Linked DNA regions of Mus musculus: all the other regions are linked to region 3. The links are chromatin contacts, called in public HiChIP or PLAC-seq and promoter capture Hi-C maps. All regions are on one chromosome and are shown on one strand. Each heading gives the region's core, a stretch centred on a gene start, on an enhancer-like site or on the middle of the called end of the contact. The rest is flanking DNA. Distances are from core to core; before and after follow the strand shown.

Region 1 (3,030 bases), core at 79-2,578, 300 kb after region 3:
AATGAGTCAATAGCTTAAAGAGGGGCAGAGATCTGTTTTATTTTTTAATTGGATATTTTGTTTACATTTCAAATGTTATCCCCTTTCCCGGTTTCCCTTCTGCAACCCCCCTACTTCATCCCCCCTTACCCTGCTTCTAGCATTCCTCTACACTGGGGCATCAAGCCTTCACGGGATCAAGGGCCTCCCCTGCCATTGATACCAGATAAGGCCCCTTCAGCTCCTTCAGTCCTTCCTCTAACTCCTCCACTGGGGTCCCTGTGTTCAGTCCGATGACTGGCTGGGAACATCACATCTGTATTGGTGCGGATCTGGCAGAGCCTCTCAGAAGACAGCTGTATCAGGCTCCTGTCAGCAAGCATTTCCTGGCATTAGCAATTGTGTCTGGGTTTGGTATCTGCATGTGGGATGGATATCCAGGTGGGGAAGTCTTTGGATGGCCTTTCCGTCAGTCTCTATTCCACTCTTTGTCCCTGCATTTCCTTTAGACCAGAGCAATTCTGGGTTAAAATTTTGGAGATGGGTGGGTGGCCCCATCCCTCAACCAGGAGGCCATGTCTAACCTCTAGATATGGTCTCAACAGGTTCTCCTTCTCCTTTGTCGGGTATTTCAGATAATGTTATCCCCATGGTGGCCTGGGAGGCTCTTGCTTTCCAAGCATTTGAGACTTTCTGGTTGCTACCCCCAGTTCTCCATCTCCCATTGCTATACACCTCTGTTCAATTTCTTGACCCTCTGTACATCTCCTCCATCTCCTCCCATACCTGATTCTGACCCTCTTTTCCCCCTCCTCATCATCTTTCACATGAGTAACTTGTTTCTCTTTTTTCTTAGTCTGGTTAGGATTTACCAATGTTACAGACCTGTTCTAAGCCTCAGTGTTTGATTTTGCTGAACTTATTATTTTTCTATTTTCTGTTTTATTTGTTTCTGGTTTTGGTTTGTTTGTTATTTTCATTTTGTTTTGACACTTCCTTCCTTAAAGCTTCCTTTGGATTTAACTTGCTCTTTGTCTAGCTGCATATGGCAACAGCTCAGTCGCCGACGTTAACTTGTTCCCTTTCCTAACGTGCACATTCAATTCTACGATTCCTGCTAAGAGCTGCTCTCTCTCTGTCCTATCCATTCTGATAAGCTATATTTTCACTTTTACTTCAAATCTGATCAAAACCACTTCTCAGAGATTTTTTGACCTGTGTATTACTTAGAAATGTCTTGCATAATTGCAGTACTGTGGTATTTTCCAGCCATGACTCTGAGTTTGGTTGATATCTTAAATCTATTGTGGTTGGACGGCGTGCACACTGTCTGACTTCTGTTCTTTCAGTGGGAGGTGCATTCTCAGAATCAGTCCACTTTGGTGGTGTGAACACAAGCAGTCCTGTGTGCCTCATTGCTGTTTGAAGGAGTCACATGCGGATGTCAGTTAGATATGGCTGGGCAGTGGTTCTGATAAATACAGCTCATCTCTCCTGATTTGATGTCACCGTAACTGTCAGCTGCTGAGAAATGAGTTTTCAAAAATTAATTCATTTATTTATTTACATCCCAAAGGCTCTCCCCTTCTCCTCTGAGAGGGTTGGGGGGGGGGGGCTCTGGGTATCTCTCCACCCCGGCACATCAAGTCTCTGCCTGATTAGGCACAGCTCTCCCTGTGAGGTTAGCCATGAAGACTGAGCTGCCTCTGACAGAGGAGTTTAATATATCTGATGACAGTCATAGACTTGTCTATTTCCTCTACATTTCTCTCTGTTCTGCCTCGTGGACTCTACTGTTAGGAGATAAATATTAGGACTGTTTATCTTCTTAGTGAACTGGCCCCTTTGACTCTCTCTCCCTGGCCATTTCACTGTTCTGATAACTAAGGTATTACTTCCTATATCAAATACAAAATCAAAACTAATTTGTATTCCAGGTGATCAACTAAGTTAGTTTTTAGATTTGAATGGTCAAAAATACTGGGTGGATAAAAGGGAAAACTAAAGAAACTGGTTTTTACACTACATATTTAGGTAATATTAGAATTTAAAATAGAATCCAGCTGAAATTATTAAGTTCTAACCAATTAACTAAGCATAGCTTAACCTAGAGAGGGAAACCATATAATAACAAATTAATATTCCACTAGAAAGATCTAAGCATACACACACACACCAAAGTAGCTAAGTATGGTAACACATACTTGTATTCCCAACATCATTCAGGAAGCAAAGACAAAAGGATTGCCCTAAGTTTAAGACCAGTCTAGCCTACATAGCAAGTACCAGGTTTGCCAGGTCTACAAAGCAAGACTCTTTCCCTTCCTCAATCAATCAATCAATCAATATTCCAGGAACTAAAAAGTAAACAAGCAAAATATTGACATACTACATGAAGAAATTTACAAATGTGCAGCTATACTGATTTAAATGAACTCTCAGAAAGAAGAGGCAGATAAGAAAATTATAACAATGTATAAAGTTCACATTATAATCAACAAATATAATTTGACTAATATAGATCGAACCCTGGACTTTACAAATGAGTATGTTTTATTTTCTAAATAATATGAATTGGCTACCCAAAATGATCATCTTAGATGAGTTTTTCCAGCTTAACAAAAACTAAACTCTAGACAAGGGAAGGGGTCCTATGTTTTAGTCCATAATGCCTACTCTTGAATGAAAGCAGGTTGTGATCCTTGTATCAGAACAAGGGGGGTGTCTCAAACTCATCTGGGCACAGCCACAAACTAAGGGGACACATTTGCAAAAGCAGCCTCACAATGGAAGTATTAACCTCTTCCTCAGAAACTGTTCTGTGGCTATGCTCTCTGATAACAAGAAAGATGCTTTTTGCTGGGTGCTGGAGGCACACAGAATCTCCATATATAGTTTAAGTTGGTCTCCTGTCATAGCCTCCCAAGTATAGGGAGCCGCCCTCACATTCGCCGTTGCAAGATGGCGCTGACATCCTGTGTTCTAAGTGGTAAACAAATAATCTGCGCATGTGCCAAGGGTAGTTCTTCACTCCATGTGCTCTGCCTTCCC
Region 2 (3,094 bases), core at 17-2,516, 320 kb after region 3:
ACCAGGTAGGAAAGGCAGCTTTTCCTGTAATTCCAGCTTTAGAAGGCAGAAGCAGGGAGACCTCCAAAGGGGCTGGCTAGGGAGACTAACCCTATCTATGAATGAGCTATGGGTCTGATTCAAAGAGTTACTTTCTCTAGTGATGTAGCTACTAGCAAGTTGCCCTGACCTGGCGAATAACCTTTCATATGTGCTCAGGTGAGAAAAACTAATTAAGTCAGGGGACCACATATTAAACAAAGACATGCAAACATGAAGGGGGCTTATTGAGACAAGTAGAGATGAGAGAAAAGGATGGGGGCAAAATAATTAAAATCTACTATATAAATGGATGAGAACTCAAAGAGGAAAACAGTTTAGCAAAAGGAAAGACCACCCCTCAATGACTAAGGTACAAGAGCAATTAAGACTAGTGCCGGACATCAATCTCAAACATCTGCATGTGCATGCATACATACTTGCATGTGTACATACATATAATGTGCCCTCACACATACAAATACATGTTCATGCACACCACACACAAATAAAAATGGAAAAGAAAAACCACAGCATGGGTGGATATGCACACAGAGAGTAGATGTGAAGGATGGGAAGGCTCTGGTGTCTTCCTTATTTCTATTGGATATATCTACTCATTGGGACTAGACCGATAATAAAAGGAAGGCATTATTTAGAGCTTGCTTTGAAAAAGTTGCTACAATGATTCACTCTGGAGACAAACAGAAAAATAATCCTGGGGTGGGGTGGGGATGCCTTGTAATAAGCCCAAATGCTACTCTGTTGCCTTTCCACTCACACACACACACACACACACACACACACACACACACACTTATTCTACTCTTAGCTGTCACAATGAAAAATTGGCCAGAGTCACTGAGTCCAAAACTGTTCTGCATGGCATTTTCTCTGTGAAGAGCACTTGCTTCTGCAAGAGAGCAGAAATGAGTCCTGGGGAGAACAGCTGTTCCGTTCATTGCACTCTGCCACATGCTGGAGATGAAGACACGGGGCGTACACAGCATCTTCATTCCACTTGCTGATGTGCCTGGCACAAATGCCAAAGACAGCTACAAGTAGATTGCTCCCCAGGCTCCAGTGAACTAGAACATCTTCATTTAAGTCATGCATAGCCTGGAATTTTTTTTCCTTTTTTCTTTTTTCTTTTTTTTTTTAAGACGAGAAAGATGACTTTATGTGGTAGTTGCTAAGCAGCAGGGCTCTCGTGGGGGAACTCAAACATACAGCAGTTTGCAGAATCTCAGTGGGAAGCCAGGCTGTCTTCTTTAAAGCACTCTCCTCATGTGACCCTTACTATCTTCTATGCAGTCTCAGTTCCCTTGTTTGTTTTTAACTACCCACCATTCCTACACCTCATTAACTAGTGATGGACTGGAAGAGGATTTGTGTTGCTCTCTCAGCTAGCCTGGCTCATTGAGAGCCTCCAGTCAGCCTGATCTGACAGTAACAGTGAAAGTAAGGACTCACAGCCTTTCCATTACTGGGTTTTTTTTTTAATGCACAAATGGAAAACATAGAGAAGTACAAGGCAATAAAATAAAAATGCAATTTCACAACATAACGTTCAGTGATGAATTTGGTGCTATTCTATTTACAGACATGGAACAGAATTGTGACAGTGCACATCTAGATATTAGCAGGCACTTCGTTCTGATAAATACTGCTACTAAAGGTAAGAACACAATTTTGTGTCAGTTTTGCAGTGAATCTCTTTACATTACAGATTTCCATACTTGAGCAATATTTTATCACACACATGCATATACCAATTTTTTTCTATTATATTTTTAACATTTTACTAAATTTTGGCTGAATGATCCTTTAGAGAATGGTTTTACATGATTTTTGTCAATTATAATCTAAGTTAAGGTACTTTCAAAATTATTGACATCATCTGTTATTTTTTACTGTGTTAGCATATTAATTACTTTTAGATGTCATTTTTGACATTTTATATTGTTAAAATATAATCTGTTGTTAAATACATGTGTGTTTTCCTCCTGCCTTAGTTAGGGTTTTACTTCTGTGAAGAGACACCAAGACCAAAGCAACTTTTATAAAAGACAACAGTTAATTGGGGCTGGCTTACAGGTTCAGAGGCTCAGTCCATTATCAAGGTGGGAGCATGCAGCATCCAGGCAGGCATGGTACAGGCAGAGCTGAGAGTTCTACATCTTCATTTGAAGGCTGATAGTGGAAGACTTACTTCCAGGCAGTTAGGATGAGGGTCTTATAGCCCACACCCACAGTGAAACACCTACTCCAACAAGGCCACACCTTCTAATAATGTTATTCCCTGGGCTGAGCATATACAAGCCATCACACACACACACACACACACACACACACACACACACACACACACACACACCTAAAGAGGGGACCACACAAAAGTAAGAAGTAGGAATCACCCTTGAATATTTCTATCAGACCATCTCAACACTGAAAAGCAGCCCTTAGTTGCACCCAGACATCCAGCTCTTCAATGTACAAGTATCAGAGCACTGTCTTCAGAGAGCTATCAAGGTGTTTGTTTAGTTTGCTTCACTCCACCATCTGTAGAGAGGCAGTGAGGGGAAGGATTCTCTCCTCACTCTAATCAAGTGAGACTAGAGATGTTCAGATACTACTTGAAGATCTATGTGCATCTCCTGAAGGCTGGAGACATGGGTAATGAAATTTTGGGCCCAGAAACTTTCTCAGAAGATGGAAGAGAGAAGGGGCCACCCTCAACTGACTACATTACCTCCAACTTGGGAGGGAGAGAGAGTATCCCGTGCATCAGGTGGAACAGGAAGCTATGCTGTCTCCTCCGCAAGGGTCTTGTTGACAGATGACCCACAGTGGATGGATGGATGGATGGATAGACTGCAGAGGTCCAGGATCTAAGGGAGGAATGAAGAGCAGCTATAGAGAAAACCTTGGGACAACTTACAGATCCCCATCTGAGAGCTCCAATGGTGGTGCTTCTATAAACTCATGGAATAATCTTCATTAGAATGAGGTCTTGGACAGGAAGATGGCTCAGTGGGTAGAGTATCACACAGCATGAGAACCTGAGCCAGGTCTG
Region 3 (3,251 bases), core at 683-3,182:
TCACGGGGAAAATGCACACGAAGGGCTAACACAATCGCGCCTATGTGCCATCATCCATTCAATTTTCTCAAAAATCTTGGGGGAGTAGAGATGGATGTGGAAATGTACTAGCTCTTTATGTTTTATAACGAAGGACACCATCCTAGAGATAGTGGCTGTGCCCAGAGAACAGAGCATAGGAAAAAGGACACAGCCTCCCTTCCTTTATGGGACAAGTGCGGCTTGAAAATGATAAAGCTACTCTTTAAGGCTCCCTCCCCTCCCCTCCCCTCCCCTCCGCCCCTTGCTAGCATAATCAGTCGCGGGGCGGGGCCACAGTCTTTAGGAAAACAAATGCTTGATTCTCTCCAATTCCTTAGGTTTACAAAACCAAAACGCTTTAAATCTCTGCCAATTGCCTAATGTTCCTCTACCATCCTAAATTAAGAATGACATCCTGACAATTTCACGTTTTATTTGGAAAAACTGGAACACACACACACACACACACACACACACACACACACACACACACCACATACAGCGCGCGCGCGCGCGCGCACACACACACACACGCACGCGCGCGCGCGCACACACACTCACACACACTGTCTCTGAAGGGTGAAAAAACCCACAAGGGCAAACATCAGCCTCCATACATCAAAGGCTGAGCCGCCACTACTGCCCATCCATCAAGTTCACAGACACCCATAGAGGGCTCTGTGACAGGCCCAAGGTCCTTGGGAGCTCACATACATTTCTATACAGCTATCACCTCTCTTCTTTCACCTCCAGCCAAGCCACCATTCTAGTGGGAAGATTAATGAAAAGCCATAAAATCCGGACATGCAGGGAGCCAGTGTATCCCTGTGAGTCTCTAATTATAGTAATGCAACGTTTTCACATTATTTGTTAGGGAAGAACTAGAATGAGCTCTCATCCCAACTTGTTTCCACAGAAGCTGGAGAAGGCGACACCACTGTAAGGAACAAATATGGCCAAATATCTGAAGGTTTAGTGCTGGAGGAAGGGAAGGGGGCACCCATGGCTACAGCACCCAAATCAATTCCCAGGAGCTCAGAAGCTCGCGGCCCACGTGCACTTGCTCCGGGACCTATTGCAGACTCCTGACCTCTATCGAAATCCTCCCGCTGCACCGTGGACCAGTCAATCACCAGCAAAAGCTACAAGTAGTTACCCGGATCAGTCCTTCGGGTGTCAGGGAACAAGGGCGCCGCCCCCACAGGCAAATGCAAACGTCCCTTCTCAGGGGGTGGTTCTGAGCCAAGCCCCCCATGCCCCGCTGGGACCTCCGGAAACTGCCCGCCCACCGCCAGCCAGCCTAGATCTAGGCCGAGTCAAACCTCCGGATCCCACAGTGTAGCCCACGGCACCCATCTCCGACATCCCCTGGAGGCCTTGGGTGGGCGCATCATCCCTCCCCTCCGGGGCCGCCTACCTTCCTCAGGCTGTCGGGTTAAGACTACCTCGGGAGGCTCGCAGGGAGGCACTCCCCGGGTCAGAGATGGAGAGGCAACGGGCTTCTCCGAGACCGTTTCCACCAGAGAAGACAGCGGGGATCCCGGGAGGTGACCCTCCCACCCCACGCGGGGACCGTTAACCCCTCTCAGCACCAGGCACCCGTGGAAGGCGCGAGCCCATGGAGGGGCCCTCCCGCTCGGGCGTCCTCACCTTCTTGGTGCCAGGGCCTCCCGCGATGCGAGACATGCCTGTCAGCGAGGAGGAGCGCCCCGGCTGCGCCCCTAGAGCATCCTGCTGCGGAGACATCGCTTCCATGAAGAAGATCTGCAAGCTAAGCCCAAGCCGAGGACCGGGTGGCTGCGCGGCGCGGTCCGCTCAGGCCGGACGCCGAGCTGCGGGTGCGGGCGGCGCGCCTCCCGTCGGGGCCATGGACCGCCGCCCGCGCCGCGCTCGTCGCGCTCGCCGCACTCTGCTCAGGCTGCAGCAAGCGCTCCGGGCGGCCGCCCGTCCACGTAGCCCCGCCCCGGCCCGCCCCGCCTCTCCGCGTCCGCCCCGCCTCCTCCGCCCTCCCCGCGCCGCCCGTGCACACTGCCGGGAGCGAGCTCTCAGCGCTTGGCGCTACCGAAGCCACTAACCTTGCGAGGTGCCTCCGCGGGTACGAAGCTTTCGCTGCCGCGCGCCACGCGCCGTGCACCACGCACCACTGCCTCCGGTGCAGCTCCGCGCGCCTGTCCGCTCGCTCCCGCCAGCGTCCCTTCCCGCGCAGCTGCAGCGCGGGAGCCTCAGCGAGCGCGGCTCGCTCGAAGGTGGTGCAGGGGCCGCCAGCCTAGCCTCGCTTTCGCGGACTGCGGAAGGGACCCCACCCCCACCCCCAACCCGGTCCCCGCTCCGCTGAAGAAGGAGTTAGACAAATTTGGAAGCCCTGGTGGCATCGCCGGACTTCGGGGGCAATATCGAACGCTTGCTAGCTAAGCCTGTCAGGGTAACCCAGAGCTGTTGCTTTGCAGTCACAGGGAGCAAGCATGGACAAGCAACCTTGCATGTCTGCACCACCAGCTTCGCAGGCAGCAAGCTGCAGGGACCCTGCATTCTGAAGGAGAAAGCGCAATTAAGAGGAAAATGCAGGCAGAAAGGAGGTTGAAACTTGGCATAGTATCTATGAGAAGGCAACAATATGTGGAAGCGTTGATCTGATATCGCGAGCTCAGAACCTAACTTCCTGTAAGTCCAAATAGTGACCCCTCCCTCTTTTTTGGACTAAATAATAATCAAAGGGCAGTTGGAACAGACCAGGGTTAAGTAGTGTTCGCACTTTGCAGGGCTGGCTGCTGGTGTAAATGATACAGTAGGTGGCATTCTTCCCTTGGAATCAGAACTAGTGTGAAAAAAAAATCACTAAGGATATCACTCCGTGATTGCGAGATGGTTACGGATTCTGCTTATTTTTGTGACAAGGAAAAAAGAAAAGAAAAGAAAAGAAAGGGGGAGAAAAGGAAAGGAAAGAAAAGAAAAAAAGAAAAAGAGGTTTCTTGCAGTTTGGGCGGCTATTGGGGCAGGTTATAAGGAACAGAACTCAGGTGGGCAGTGTTCCAAGCTAGGGGATGCTGTCCAACACACACCCACAAAGACACACCTACACAATCATCCAAACCTAAGATTGTTTGTTGTGGAAATATAAGGCTAATTTTAGTCACATCACACTACATTGTTAAAAGGAAGCTTAATAAATCTCATATATATGTATATACATCTGTGAATCAGGGGTGCTACAGCTGTGGTCCTCGTGCAGA
Region 4 (3,045 bases), core at 382-2,881, 460 kb after region 3:
TCTAAGATCTAAGAATATAGCAATGTAAAAATGCCATTTGAGAGCCAGGCAGTGGTGGCGCATGCCTTTAATCCTAGCACTTGGGAGGCAGAGGCAGGCGGATTTCTGAGTTCAAGGCCAGCCTGGTCTACAAAGTGAGTTCCAGGAGAGCTAGGGCTATACAGAGAAACCCTGTCTCAAAAAAAAAAAAAAAAAACAGGAAAAAAATGCCATTTGAAATCAGGGGTTGTAAAGTTTCAGACAAAGTGACTCAAGCTCTGAAGGCATGAGTGTAAAAAAAAAAAAAAAAAAAAAAAAAAGTCAGTGACATGCTTTGACATACTCATGAGTGGCATGGATTTCCTAAAATTAACCATTAAACTTATTGTTCGCCTCTGCGACTCTCATAGTTGGAACCAATCCTATAATAGTTTTGGCTTCAGTAAGATTATCTTGTTTGCCTAAGGCACAATGAACTGTCACCACATGCTAATGTGTATTTAATAGTTTGCTACCGTTTGGGAGTTTTATGTTTTCTTATATTTTTATTTTTCCCCTGTGATTTTTTTCTTATATTTTGAGAAACACCTCATGGTTGTTTGGTTATTAAAGCCACTGAGAAAGCTTGAATTTTTAATACATTTACTTCATTTTACCTTACTATTTTTTTCTAAATTTCCCACAGAAAACAATCCATTTCTTATTTCCCATTAGTTTTCAAGTTCTTAATAGAGGGAATTCACATCTAATCGAAGAATATCTTCCCCAGACCTTTTCCTTGTTCTCAAGGCATGGTGGTTGGAAGGTTGCTCCTCAGCCTCGCTAAGGAAGTTCCTTCATGAGCCCAGAAATAATAATAATAACAGCAATAATAATAAATATTTCCTTTTTTAAAGATTTATTTATTTTTATTTATATGAATACACTGTAGCTGTCTTCAGACACATGCCAGAAGAATACACTGGACCCCATGACAGATGGTTGTGAGCCACCATGTGGTTGCTGGGAATTGAACTCAGTATCTCTGGAAGAGCAGTCAGTGCTCTTAACTGCTGAGCCATCTCTCCAGCCTGCCCACCTCCCAAAAACATAAAACAACATTTTCGTAGCACTGGATGCCTCATAAACGCAAAATGCCGTTGTTTGAATTTAGGGACACACATTCTATGGTTGCTCTTCATTTGAATGGACGCTTTATTTTCTAAGGCTTTCCAGACCGCCTATTGTCTGACTTTAATTAGCCCACTGTCCTGCCCTGTTTGGAGAACTGAACCACACTTCCTGAGTTTTCCGTGGTCCCCACCCAGCCACCTGCTCCTGCACAATTGCAGAAAATTTTTAAATAATAATAAGAGCAAGCCTTTCATAGGGAACTTATTTTCTCAGCTGTTCTATTGGTTCTGTGGAATTTTCTTTTTAAATGTCATGAAATTTAAAATCCTTCCTGGTGGAGAATTCTTTCATGCAGCTTGCAAAAATAATCAGGTTTTACAGCAAAACAACCCTGGCTGGTCCATCTGGTGGGGCTGCAGTTCTGCAATCTCTTCGCTGGCCAAAAGGCTTCCCAGTGGCTCCCCTTGCTCTAACCTAGCTGCATAAATACAAGCAGCATTTCAAAGGCACACCAAGAGCCAGGAGCATAAAAATATGTTTCATTTCGTAACTTAGGCAACAGCAATCACTTTCTCACAGACACAGCCTGGACATAATTTTGTGCCAAGCAGCAGAGCTGTTAAAATAAAATTTTTAAGAAACTGTCAAAAAATTGGAATTCTGTCATCGTGTGAGCTTTCCAAGGGACATAAAATAGCTCATGGCTCAGAAATTGAAGACATTTGGAATCATATTTTTTATCAAATGAGAAATTAACCATAAAGGTATAAAGATGACATCCATTTTAATATTAATAGTAATGTTGATTTAATATTAATTAGTTGCCTTAATTACAAAGGCAACCCATTGTGTAACTGCCAAAGAGAATACACAGTAGGAAGTATAAAGACTATACAGTAGATATCTGTGGAAGTCTCCCCACACTGTACCGCTAAGTTCAGTTTCACATACATTCTTACAGATGTTTGTTGCAACCATTGGATAGAACCTAAGTTGATACAACAGTTTAACTGACTTCAAATTGTACCACATATAGTTACACAGGTGATTACAAAGTAAATCTGTGTTTCCATAATAAGTTCCTTTCCCTCAGAATTTGAACATGGCTTTTGCTCTTCACTCCTCCTCTGTGCTTTTGAAAGCTTTAATCAATCATTCCTTCTACATATTCAATGATGTAGTCCCTACGGTTGCCTAGGTTACCAAGTGTGAAGACTCCCCACACAGAGTGAGGTTTCGTAAATATAAAGTAAGTGCTCATAAGGATGTTTCACCATTCATTCCTCAATGAAACATAATTACTGACCATAGGATCAGCCCTGCACAGTGCACCATTAAATTAGATCATGGAAGAATGTACGGGTCTTTCGATTTTGTAGTGTGGGATGGGGAGATGTGGTAGTCTCTCCATACACCAGTGTCAGTGTGAAAGTAGTCAATGGTGAGCAAAAGAGAAAAGGCCCTGGGAACTGTACAGTGGCCAGGACATGTGGCCAGAACAGCTCTCGGCACCTAGAGGCATGAATCAGCTATCCTCATACAGCTACTAGAAGGATGACAAACAGACGCAGACAGAGGTATCACCTGCCAGCCTCCTGACACTCTGCCAGACAGACCCTTATCATCAGGTCTCCACTGGACTTCCAGCAGCTGCCACTAGCTCTGCCAACAACTCCAGACCCATGGCTTCACCATCAGAGACCGTGTTCTAGAATAGCACTTTCATCGTGGCTACACCACAGAGACTCTAAAGACTCAATGCCCATTGGTGGACAAAGTCCAAGCCCTTAGCACAGCCCAATCCCTTTATAACTGAGCTCCTGTGTCTTCCTCAAGCTCCTCCCTCGTTGTCATTCCCTGTCTTTGCACTTCCTGTTTGCCTTCCCACCTCTCAGACACACTGTTGCAAACATCCCCAGCCTTGGTTTTCTCTTCAGTGGCACATCCTCCTCC
Region 5 (3,109 bases), core at 50-2,549, 370 kb after region 3:
TAGCCAACTTTGGTGTTGGCCATTAAGATTTTTCATGGTCAACAGCTGTGAGGTGTGCTGATTCTAGGTTATAGTGAGATGAGGAAGGAGAGGGCTCCGACTGTTCACACAGGACAGAGATGATCCATGAGGTATCTCTGGACTTCAGATAACATACATCAATTTAAAAATTGGTACCCAAGATAAGCAACCATAGTAACATGGTGGCTCAATAAGTGGGTGTTTGATGGTTTGGTCTTTGCCTCTCCACAGAAATTCCCTACATAAAAAACATTAAAAATTTGATTTTATAGCATTATACAAGTCATGCATGATTGATATCAACTAAACATATAAAATTAAAATGTAAAACCACTCCCAACTCTATTTCTTCTTCCTACCTGTCCTACCCAATTCCAATAGGCCTGAAGGTCATATTGGCCACAGAATAGCATTAGCCTTTTAGGTACTTGAACGATGCACACACTCTTTTCCTTCCTGTACACTGTTCAATATTGCACAACTGCATTTCATCTATCATATTTAGTCAAAAGAAAAAAGAAAAAAAAAAGGTCAGGAGAGAGATGTGCTTTCTTCTCCCTAATGCACTTTGCATACAATTCCTAAGTTGGTTGTGGGGTTTTGTTGTTGTTGTTTTGAAATTAGAACTAGCATTTCGTGAGCATTTTTGTGTCTACATCTTTGTGCACCCATTTGTAGAACAGATTTCTAGAAGTGGAATTGCTGAATTTGAGATTTTTGACTGAAACTGCCCATTGGTTGTAAAAATAAAAAAAAAAATGGTTGCACCCATTTATATTTTCAGACACTCTTAGTAATTTTCCCCAAGAATAAAAGTATAAAAGACAAGAGGTAAAATTCAGTGACCAGAGTCCACTAAGGAGCATGTAGAACAAAGAAGCAAGAAAACACTTGCAAAGCCACTGTACCACCCCCATCCTGCATGAACCAATGAGTCTGGCACCCAGCAGGAAAGGATGGAGAAACTGCTGGTAATTAAACACTGAGCAAGTCAGAACTTGAGGAGCCAGTTTCTCAGTAATAGATACTTTTAAAAAGATGGAGGGCTTAGTGGGGGACAGCTTCTTAGCCACCTAGCTGAGTTTTGTTCAAGGATCTCTTTGCTTTACTCCAGGAGAGGAGAGGACATTTGGATGAGGTTTTCTTTCAAAAACAACAAGTACAAAATGTTTGAGTGGTGGTAATTTAATTCTAACACCCCTAGAATTCCCAGAGGAAACAAGATCCAGCTCAGTCAATGATTGAGTCATTTGGGCAGATCGGGGTTAAAGGGGTTGACGTCAATAAATTGGCTCTTTCTGGCCTTGCTTAGCTGTATTAATAAAAGTAGCACAAAACATCTTAACCCTATGCTCGTCAAGCTCCGAAGCAATCCATTGCCCTTGCCCTTTCCCAGATGGGATTTTCTAATAGAAAGGAGAGAGAGGGGGAGAGAGAGAGAGAGAGAGAGAGAGAGAGAGAGAGAGAGAGAGAGAGAGAGAGAGCGCTGATCCCAGGATAAAATCTCCAAAGTACTACTGAGTCAAGAAACTTTCCTCTTGAAAAGAAAGAATGAAAATTAGGTCTTTAAAGGCATAGTATTCCAGATGCAGGGAAGCTCAGCTGGTGTTCTCTACAATGTGTATCAAGCCATCAACAGCGCATCCTCCTGCTCTTTCCCGGTGACCTACTCTGCCAGATTTCTCTTCTCTAGAGAAATGTTTCCTGCCTCTATCCCCATGAACCCCAAGTTACTCATACAAGTCTGATGAAATGCCTGGCAACCCCACAAATGAGAAATGACTAACACTATGGTTCAATTCACATTTTCATTAGAGCTACGTTTTACAAAGGGCCCACATGCAGAGTTACAGACTACCCGGTACCACCAGGTATGGATACTGTTGCTTCTAGTGAAAATGCATAGTAAGTTTCTTCCAAGGGCATAGTCAGGTTTTCATTAATAGACAAACACACAAGCTTGTTTGGTGTGTGTTTTTGTTCAAATATGTCTAATATATTATTGATTCATTTCCACTAGACTCATAGACAACTCCAGACAGAATGAAGCATATCAAACACACGTATTTCCTCTGAAAGGCACCTCACAGCCCACATGCACCACAGCTTCCTTATCCACCAGAAGTCACCCATTTATCTCTTGATGGAGATCGAAGATGATTCCATCTTCTTGCTCTTGTGACTAGTGCAGCAGTAAACATGGGTGTGCAAGTGTCTCATGGTAGGCTGTATTGTGTTTGGGGACATTACTGGGTCACATGGTAGTTCTAGACCCTTCCATAATGATTTTCATAGCAGCTGTACTAGTCTGTGGTCTCAAATAAAGTCTGTCTTTCCCCACATCCTTGAATGCATCGTTGTCCTTCGTTTTCTTGAGGATGGCCATTCTGTCTAGGGAGAGATGGTATCTTAAAGTAGTTTTATTTGCCTTTCCCTGATGGCTAACAATGTTGAACACTTTTAAAACCATTTCATGGCTCTCTGGGTTTCTTCTTTTGAGAACCCTATTCATTAGGTCCTTTGCATTTTTCTTATACTTCATTTCCATATTTGAGAATTTGGTGACAGCAAGACCTTAACAGATTGTGCTGCTAATGTGAGCTTTAAGCTCTTTCTCTTTATTGTTTAGAAAGTAGGCAAGAGAAGCCTTCTAAACAGAAGACTAACATTGAGGCATAGATGTCAAAACCCCTTTAACACAGTGCTGACTCAGCTCAGCCTCTGCCCACCCCCTAGCCCTGCTTCTTACATTCCTTTGTCTAAGAACAAGATTAATGACAGAGCCTGGGGCCAGGCCTTGGCAGCTACAGCTAGTGACAAAATGACCCCAACCCCAACTGTGAAACAAACTAGCCTCGAAGGCAAGAGCTATAGAGTGATTCTAAACTTATTTCCACATAGTTACATCAGTGGGCTTTAAAAAACTATACTCATAGAGATTTCTCCTCAGTGTTCTAGGATGGAATGTTTTCAAGTAACATTTAGATGAATCTAAAGTGTGACAAAGACTCAGAACAGCTGGTGGAGACCATTTCCATCTGAGGCCACAGAAGTGGTCATGTACCCACTCATCATACATGCCCCAAAT
Region 6 (3,103 bases), core at 19-2,518, 400 kb after region 3:
GTCTGGTGAGGGTAGTTCTGAGGAACTCACACAATATGTACTCACTGATAAGTGGATATTAGCCCAAAACCTAGGATACCCAAGATATAAGATACAATTTGCTAAACACATGAAACTCAAGAAGAATGAAGACTGAAGTGTGGACACTATGCCCCTCCTTAGAATTGGGAACAAAACACCCATGGAAGGAGTTACAGAGACAAAGTTTGGAGCTGAGACGAAAGGATGGACCATGTAGAGACTGCCATATCCAGGGATCCACCCCATAATAAGCTTCCAAACGCTGACACCATTGCATACACTAGCAAGATTTTATCGAAAGGACCCAGATGTAGCTGTCTCTTGTGAGACTATGCCGGGGCCTGACTGTGAGCATCCACGAAAATGGATGCTCACAGTCAGCTATTGGATGGATCACAGGGCTCCCAATGGAGGAGCTAGAGAAAGTACCCAAGGAGCTAAAGGGATCTGCAACCCTATAGGTGGAACAACATTATGAACTAACCAGTACCCCGGAACTCTTGACTCTAGCTGTATATGTATCAAAAGATGGCCTAGTCGGCCATCACTGGAAAGAGAGGCCCATTGGACATGCAAACTTTATATGCCCCAGTACAGGGGAACACCAGGGCCAAAAAAAAAAAAATGGGAATGAGTGGGTAGGGAAGTGGGGGGGGGGGTATGGGGGACTTTTGGGATAGCATTGGAAATGTAATTGAGGAAAACATGTAATAAAAATAAATAATTAAATTAATTAATTAAAAAAAAAGAAGCTAAGAGAAGTGACCCAGTCCATCCAACATATAGTTATTCAATGTCTCTTGTGAGCAAGGGATGATTACAAGGAATGAAGAATTTGCAAAGGGGTAGTTTCATTGGTGGGTCTTGAAAAGAGCTTACCATTGACAAGACATACAATATCTAAGACCTCTCATGAAAAGCCAGTAATTCAAAAGAAGGACAAGAACAGTATGTGATGAGGAGCTTAAATGCTGGGTGGACAGTACATATGCTGCAAGAACCCAAAAATACATGAAGAGAATTCCAGTGGAAGCCAATTTGAATGGAAGACCCTTAAAGAAGACTGTGAGGAACAGGCTAAGTCTGGAAAACTATTAGATTTGGAAGAAGGCATGCTGAGAGAAATAGAGGGTGAGACTAGACAGGTCTGAATGGGGCATCGTAAGAAATCACAGCCACATACACAGAACAAAAGGCTTTAGTGCTCCATTGACCTCTGAATGAACGCACTGAGACTCACAGTCACTCGAATTTGCTCAGCCTCCTTTGTTTCTGGTGGCATTGGGTGAATGGAGACTTCAGTGTGCATATGTGCAGAGAATGACAAAGAACACAAATGTAACTGCATCGCATCTCACAGGGTGGGAATCTATGCAAGGTCTCAGAGCTGAGAACAATAGATAGTGACAATAATGGTCACCTCCTGATACAAACTCTAGATGACAAAAAAAAAAAAAAAGAACAAGGAACTCACTTCAGGGGAAACAACTGGGGTTCCACAGTATGAAACATGTCCCTTTTTGAAGCATGAACTACATATATATATATATATATATATATATATATATATATATATTCATTTTATTTATATATTTTATATACTATATTAATACTATATATTAGATAAATATATAATACCTAAATATATACTATATTTTAAATATATGTATTTATATATATAATGGAGTTTTATTATTCAGGAAAAGATATGTAGCCTGTATAAAGATGTACATACACCCAACCAGGAACACTGAGCCCTAGAAGAAACTGAGGAATGTCTCTGAAGAAACAAGGTACATCTGCCACCCATCTAAGTAGCCCAAGGACAGTCCTAAGTATGGAGCCTTGAGGAGCTAAGGAAGAGATTCAAATACATACAAGTAGACAAAGAGAGGTAAGGCTCATGATTATTGCCTTACATTTCTGATAAGAGATAATGGATTTGGATAATGGATATAAGCAAAGACCATCTTAAACTCTTTATGTTGTTCCTTGTGCATAATAAACACTCAATAAATAATTGGTATTCTTTCAAATATAGTGTGTGCTTGCTTTAGGTACTTTTCCAAAACTCATGTGTCTTGGGAGATTTCCCAAAGCTTAAAGATCGATTTGTATGTGGCCACAGACCTGGCTTCAGGTACAGTTGGAACCTTCCTCGTAGACCATAACTTAGTCTCTTCAGACAAGCTGAGTATCTTTGAAGACAGATGGTTTAGATCAGCGACTGTATTATTCAAGTCTCCCCACCAACAGGAATTTGCAGAAGTTTAAACTGAAGACTACAAGTCATTCGGATTCAGAATCATCCCCATCTTGAAAACTGTACCCCCCCCCCATATGTTATGGTTACATTTTCCTTTGATAGACAAACAGATCCAGCTGTTCCCACCCTTGAAGTGCCTCAAGGCTTCCTGGGCAAGCTTTATAACCCTCTCATCCCGCAGAGAAAGGAGATCGGAAGGGTGGAAGGACCTATGTTTTCCTTCTGATATTAGGCCCCTTTGAGCAAATAAAACACAGTCCTTGTCCACAGCATCTACACAGAGAAAGGAAATGCATAGCATTTTGAATATTAAGTACAGTTTTAAAGGGAAACACGGAGCAGGGAGTGGAAAAAGAGTTGTTGGGCTAGTAGTATAAAGTCCAGTGAAAGTTTTAACACTTAGAAAAATTTATATTGACACATTCCTGGGTTCTAACAAGTCATCATTATCTAACTTGCTTAATTTGTTCTTACATGTAATAGGCATTGGAAGGTTTTTTAAAGGTATAATTTATATTAGTTATTTTAATTGTGTGTATTTCTAAGCATAGTGATCATTTTATTGTGAACAAATTGAGGTGCTTAGCATTTCTCTCTCATTTGGTGCACTTTTTTGTTTGTCTATCTTCAGGTCAGCAAGGTCAGAGACAAGGACAGTCGAGGTCACACAAGGGGGTCAGTGCTAATAATGGGGAGGCCTGGAAATAAGCCACGAGTGGCAATGATATCCCAGGCACCCCAAAGACTGGCACTGGTTTTGTTTGTCTGATTATTTGTTTGTTGATGATTACTCCTGCAGCCCAGGCTAGCCACACA
Region 7 (3,128 bases), core at 284-2,783, 490 kb after region 3:
GCCTAGGTCAGTGGGGACTTCAGGGCAGCCTTTGAGGCACTAACATAGAGCATCTTTGAGGACACCTGCTCTGCCTGTGGGCAGGTGGACAAAATGTTTAAAATAGGAGAAAAGCAAGGGTCAGGACCCAAAGGGATCTCCCTCTCTGTTTCTCTGGACTCTCTGTGAGGTGCCTGTGTGCAGGATTTCTGCAGAAGATAGTCCATTTTGTTAAGCCTTTGAATATTCAAATTGAAAGTATCGCGCAATCATTGATTGTCAAATCATGGGTTTCTAGAGGTTTTAAATACTTGGCATGAGGGGGAAAAAACTCAAACCTATACCCGAAGGTATAAAACATTAATTCTGTGTGTCTCCTGATCCAGGGACCTGGGTGCTGCCTCGTGTTTTGTGAAACTTTAAAAATGTCGCATCTCTGCCTTTCTCCCTGCACAGGAGCCTTCCTAGGTGCTGAGTCTCTGAAGCTGCAGCATCCAGTCTCCAGCCCAGCTCCTGCTGACCAGGATGTCGGGTAACTCAGATGCTTTTCCAGGGGTCGGGTCATGAGGGCCAGGGGCACTTGGATCCGAGTGTATTTCCTCTGCTTTTCCTGCGTATAACAGAGAGGCACAAAGTCAGGGAATAATAGTCAGGGCCGGGCATGGATCCAGAGAGGACGCGATCCCGCTGTGTCGGGTCCCTCTGGGTGACTGCCCCCCAGAGCAGAGGCCCAGAGACCCATAAGGCCACTCCGGACAATCGAGTCCCCCACGCCCCTGCCTGCCCTTTCACTTTTCCACCTTGGAGTCCTGGGAATTTGGAGGCGCCGACCTTGTGAGCCCAGAAGCGGCGGCGCGGGGGAGCTAGAGGCTCACGGTGAGCCCTGGACTGGAGCAGGACGCACCCGGCAGGGAACTGGGCTGGGGCTGGTCCCGCGTGGACCCCGAGGCGCGCCCGCGCTGCCTGCAGATCCCAGAGCCGACCCAGACAGTGGGGATGGGAGGAAAGGAGACTGGAGCGGAGTGGGCGCGTCCTGGCACTGCAGCAAGACAAACCGATGCCCAGGACCGGGAAGAACAGCGCACTAACTTTCCTTAGGGATCCTAACTTTCAGGATCTGGCTCGTGGGTGGGGGTCTCCCTGCTGTCCAGCCGCGGTCCCTACACTAACCAGGCGAGGCGCTGGTGGCCTGGCACTGTCTCCAAACGCCTAGGCCAGGGGCCACTGTGCTCCGCCCCTCCCCGTGATTCTAATAAGCGCTCTCTCCAGGGTCAAGGTCGGGTGGGAGTCACACTGGGCTTCTAAGTCAAACTCTATTCGGAAAGTGCCTCTGCCGGGTCTAGCCTGGCCTAACAACCAGTCAGACCTACTCACTGCGCTCTGCCGGGACCCCAGGCGGTCACCGGTCCCTCCCAGCCGACCCCCGCCTAGCACAGCCGGCTACTTGGGCTCTCCCAGGTCTCCCGGCCCAGCTCTGCCGGCTCAGGGGCGGCCCCTTCCGGAGGGCTGCCTCTAGGCGACTGCGCGGTCCTAGGGAGCCTCGGGATGCCATTACTCCAGAGCTGCAGCTCTTGCTGGAGAACTCTCCACAGCTCAGTTCTCCAAAAGCCTGCACCGGAAAGGGAGGGGGTGGGAAGAGATGAAGAGAGCGACAGAGTCGGAGACTAGAGGGAGGAAGGGGGTGAGGAAGAAAAGACATTTTTGAAAAAGAGAAAGGACCGACAGGAGACTATTTCCCGATCTTGGCTCCTTTTCTGGGGTCAGTGCAGTAAGTCCTTAACAGGGCCAGGACAGACTGACTGCCCCGACCCCTGTAGCTTGTCGCTTGTTTCAGGGCTTGCTTCCAGACCAAGGGCACCACAAATAAAGGTTGTACTTCCCCAGAAGCCATGCCTGGATTGATAGAGGAATACAGTGGGGCGGGGGGCATGGGGAGAGGGGCTGTTGTTCACATTATGGTGAGGTCCGCGAGATCAGTTGGAAACAGAGAGCACCCCAGATCCACAAGCTGAGCCGGAACCCCAGATTTAATATCGTAGCCAAAATAGCAGGCTTGTTTGACCTCCCTCCACATTCCAGAGCAGAACAGCTGGTACTGTCCTGAGGATGGGGCCCAGCTAGGGATGAATAATTTCATAGATGCCCACAGATACTGTTCCCACTAGGACCCTGAAGCACCTGCCTGTGCTTAACCTTTTCTAGTTTGAGAAATGTGGGTATTTTTTAACGTTATCTTTTCTTTCTTTTTCTTCTTCTTCTTTTTTTTTCTTTTCTTTTTCTTTTTTCATTCTCTTCGTGTGTTCTGCAAAGGTAGAAACTTGGCCTTGGGTATCCTAGCCTTACCAAGGGAACCCTCACTGTATCCCCTTGACACCCAAGCTTTGAAACTGACCACTAACCCTGTTGCCTCTCCCCAGAAAAACCTAAGGTGTATCAAGGCGTCCGTGTGAAGATGACCGTGAAAGAGCTTCTGCAGCAAAGAAGGGCACACCAGGCCACCTCAGGGGCAAACGTAAGCACCACCCTCTCCGTCTCTGTCCCTCCCAGTCCATCGAAGGCTTCGTTCAGCCCTGTGTCAGGGAAGATGCAGAGGCCACCCATAAGCACAGCCCTGTTCAGGGATTCTTACATCTGTCCCCAACTTCCCAGGTCACCATAGGCAGCCACCAAAACCTGTGGGACATGGTGTAGGGCTCAGGACTGTGGGAGGCTCACCTCTCACTGCTCATAGCTGAGTGGGGAAGGCTTCTTGGTCCTCTGCAAGGAAGAGAGGCAGCCAACAGGTTAAATATGTTTTTATAGTGTTAAGAGAGTATAGATACAGCCCCAACAAACTCATTGAAAAAAAATTATCTCCCAGAAACCCACCTAGTTTCTCTGTAATTTAGGCTCTGAGGTCATGTATATGAAAAACCAGCAGTCACTGGAAGTCTCTGGAAGAAAAGGCCTCTCTCTCTGGAATACACAGAACTATGACAGAACTGATCTGGGTAGTCATAAGACACTCTGACACCTCACATTTATAACCCAAGTGCTTGGGGCAGCTGCAGAACCATGTAAACTAGGCGTGCTTGTCCACCGAGAGAGAGTTCAATTTGAAGAGCCTTCTACACGTGACACTGTTAGTGCTTGTGGGTAGGTGTAGGTGT

Evidence for each region. Promoter capture Hi-C pulls out the DNA fragments that hold promoters and counts their contacts. HiChIP or PLAC-seq counts read pairs in DNA pulled down with a chosen protein or histone mark.
Region 1: an H3K4me3 HiChIP or PLAC-seq map of the SCID.adh cell line shows a contact between it and region 3, with 18 read pairs. The contact joins the enhancer-like site here to the promoter of Arhgap20 in region 3. A contact is called at or near these places in 7 of 39 promoter capture datasets (the 3T3-L1 cell line, 3T3-L1-derived adipocytes, the HPC-7 cell line and 2 more), 1 of 484 Hi-C or Micro-C datasets (uterus), 5 of 115 datasets of contacts at active chromatin or transcription factors (the SCID.adh cell line, SST interneurons, VIP interneurons and 2 more) and 2 of 9 other capture datasets (adipose tissue and liver).
Region 2: an H3K4me3 HiChIP or PLAC-seq map of forebrain shows a contact between it and region 3, with 4 times the contacts expected there. The contact joins the enhancer-like site here to the promoter of Arhgap20 in region 3. A contact is called at or near these places in 8 of 39 promoter capture datasets (the 3T3-L1 cell line, 3T3-L1-derived adipocytes, embryonic stem cells and 3 more), 1 of 15 datasets of contacts at CTCF or cohesin (the NIH/3T3 cell line), 4 of 484 Hi-C or Micro-C datasets (cerebellum, cerebral cortex, cortical neurons and 1 more) and 7 of 115 datasets of contacts at active chromatin or transcription factors (the SCID.adh cell line, SST interneurons, embryonic forebrain and 4 more).
Region 4: an H3K4me3 HiChIP or PLAC-seq map of forebrain shows a contact between it and region 3, with 8 times the contacts expected there. The contact joins the enhancer-like site here to the promoter of Arhgap20 in region 3. A contact is called at or near these places in 8 of 39 promoter capture datasets (the 3T3-L1 cell line, 3T3-L1-derived adipocytes, cranial neural crest and 3 more), 2 of 484 Hi-C or Micro-C datasets (both in cortical neurons) and 10 of 115 datasets of contacts at active chromatin or transcription factors (the SCID.adh cell line, embryonic basal ganglia, embryonic forebrain and 5 more).
Region 5: a contact with region 3 is called in an H3K4me3 HiChIP or PLAC-seq map of the SCID.adh cell line, with 14 read pairs. The contact joins the enhancer-like site here to the promoter of Arhgap20 in region 3. A contact is called at or near these places in 4 of 39 promoter capture datasets (the 3T3-L1 cell line, hippocampal neurons and liver), 10 of 484 Hi-C or Micro-C datasets (the 3T3-L1 cell line, the HL-1 cell line, adipose-derived mesenchymal stem cells and 6 more), 9 of 115 datasets of contacts at active chromatin or transcription factors (the SCID.adh cell line, craniofacial prominence, embryonic forebrain and 6 more) and 3 of 9 other capture datasets (adipose tissue, liver and macrophages).
Region 6: an H3K4me3 HiChIP or PLAC-seq map of neural tube shows a contact between it and region 3, with 3 times the contacts expected there. The contact joins the enhancer-like site here to the promoter of Arhgap20 in region 3. A contact is called at or near these places in 3 of 39 promoter capture datasets (cranial neural crest, frontonasal cranial neural crest and neural stem cells), 11 of 115 datasets of contacts at active chromatin or transcription factors (the SCID.adh cell line, SST interneurons, VIP interneurons and 8 more) and 1 of 9 other capture datasets (liver).
Region 7: a promoter capture Hi-C map of stem cell-derived epiblast-like cells shows a contact between it and region 3, with 9 times the contacts expected there. The contact joins the promoter of Colca2 here to the promoter of Arhgap20 in region 3. A contact is called at or near these places in 14 of 39 promoter capture datasets (the 3T3-L1 cell line, 3T3-L1-derived adipocytes, cranial neural crest and 5 more), 2 of 484 Hi-C or Micro-C datasets (cortical neurons and embryonic stem cells), 9 of 115 datasets of contacts at active chromatin or transcription factors (SST interneurons, embryonic basal ganglia, embryonic forebrain and 3 more) and 2 of 9 other capture datasets (adipose tissue and liver).

Annotation. Positions count from the first base shown.
Region 1 is chr9:51,464,954-51,467,983 of GRCm38.p6, reverse strand. No RefSeq gene overlaps it. Among named protein-coding and RNA genes, the nearest start is that of 1810046K07Rik, 140 kb to the right of the region's middle. Within about 2 kb of position 1,328, at least 4 of the 459 cell types and tissues checked have an H3K27ac peak or open chromatin away from gene starts, as enhancers often do. A contact at or near this core is called in the SCID.adh cell line, where this site is marked.
Region 2 is chr9:51,440,128-51,443,221 of GRCm38.p6, reverse strand. No RefSeq gene overlaps it. Among named protein-coding and RNA genes, the nearest start is that of 1810046K07Rik, 110 kb to the right of the region's middle. Within about 2 kb of position 1,266, at least 25 of the 459 cell types and tissues checked have an H3K27ac peak or open chromatin away from gene starts, as enhancers often do. A contact at or near this core is called in SST interneurons, cortical neurons, forebrain and 1 more, where this site is marked.
Region 3 is chr9:51,764,032-51,767,282 of GRCm38.p6, reverse strand. It overlaps Arhgap20 (Rho GTPase activating protein 20), which reads right to left and starts at 1,932. Exons shown (of 15, transcript NM_175535.4): 1 at 1,672-1,932. The coding sequence starts at 1,776. It overlaps Gm40520 (a long non-coding RNA gene), which reads left to right and starts at 1,855. Exons shown (of 3, transcript XR_870739.3): 1 at 1,855-2,682.
Region 4 is chr9:51,303,882-51,306,926 of GRCm38.p6, reverse strand. The region is part of intron 2 of 1810046K07Rik (RIKEN cDNA 1810046K07 gene); the gene reads left to right. Among named protein-coding and RNA genes, the nearest start is that of Gm39338, 7.6 kb to the left of the region's middle. Within about 2 kb of position 1,631, at least 19 of the 459 cell types and tissues checked have an H3K27ac peak or open chromatin away from gene starts, as enhancers often do. A contact at or near this core is called in cortical neurons, forebrain and hippocampal neurons, where this site is marked.
Region 5 is chr9:51,397,736-51,400,844 of GRCm38.p6, reverse strand. No RefSeq gene overlaps it. Among named protein-coding and RNA genes, the nearest start is that of 1810046K07Rik, 70 kb to the right of the region's middle. Within about 2 kb of position 1,299, at least 35 of the 459 cell types and tissues checked have an H3K27ac peak or open chromatin away from gene starts, as enhancers often do. A contact at or near this core is called in the SCID.adh cell line, adipose tissue, beige adipocytes and 2 more, where this site is marked.
Region 6 is chr9:51,362,401-51,365,503 of GRCm38.p6, reverse strand. The region is part of intron 1 of Gm39338 (a long non-coding RNA gene); the gene reads right to left. Among named protein-coding and RNA genes, the nearest start is that of 1810046K07Rik, 35 kb to the right of the region's middle. Within about 2 kb of position 1,268, at least 6 of the 459 cell types and tissues checked have an H3K27ac peak or open chromatin away from gene starts, as enhancers often do. A contact at or near this core is called in neural tube, where this site is marked.
Region 7 is chr9:51,276,959-51,280,086 of GRCm38.p6, reverse strand. Colca2 (COLCA2 homolog) reads left to right here and starts at 1,533. Exons shown (of 5, transcript NM_001195681.1): 1 at 1,533-1,747; 2 at 2,397-2,491. The coding sequence starts at 2,432. Gm32819 (a long non-coding RNA gene) reads right to left here. Exons shown (of 9, transcript XR_003948163.1): 2 at 2,848-3,128; 3 at 2,695-2,736; 4 at 1-2,549.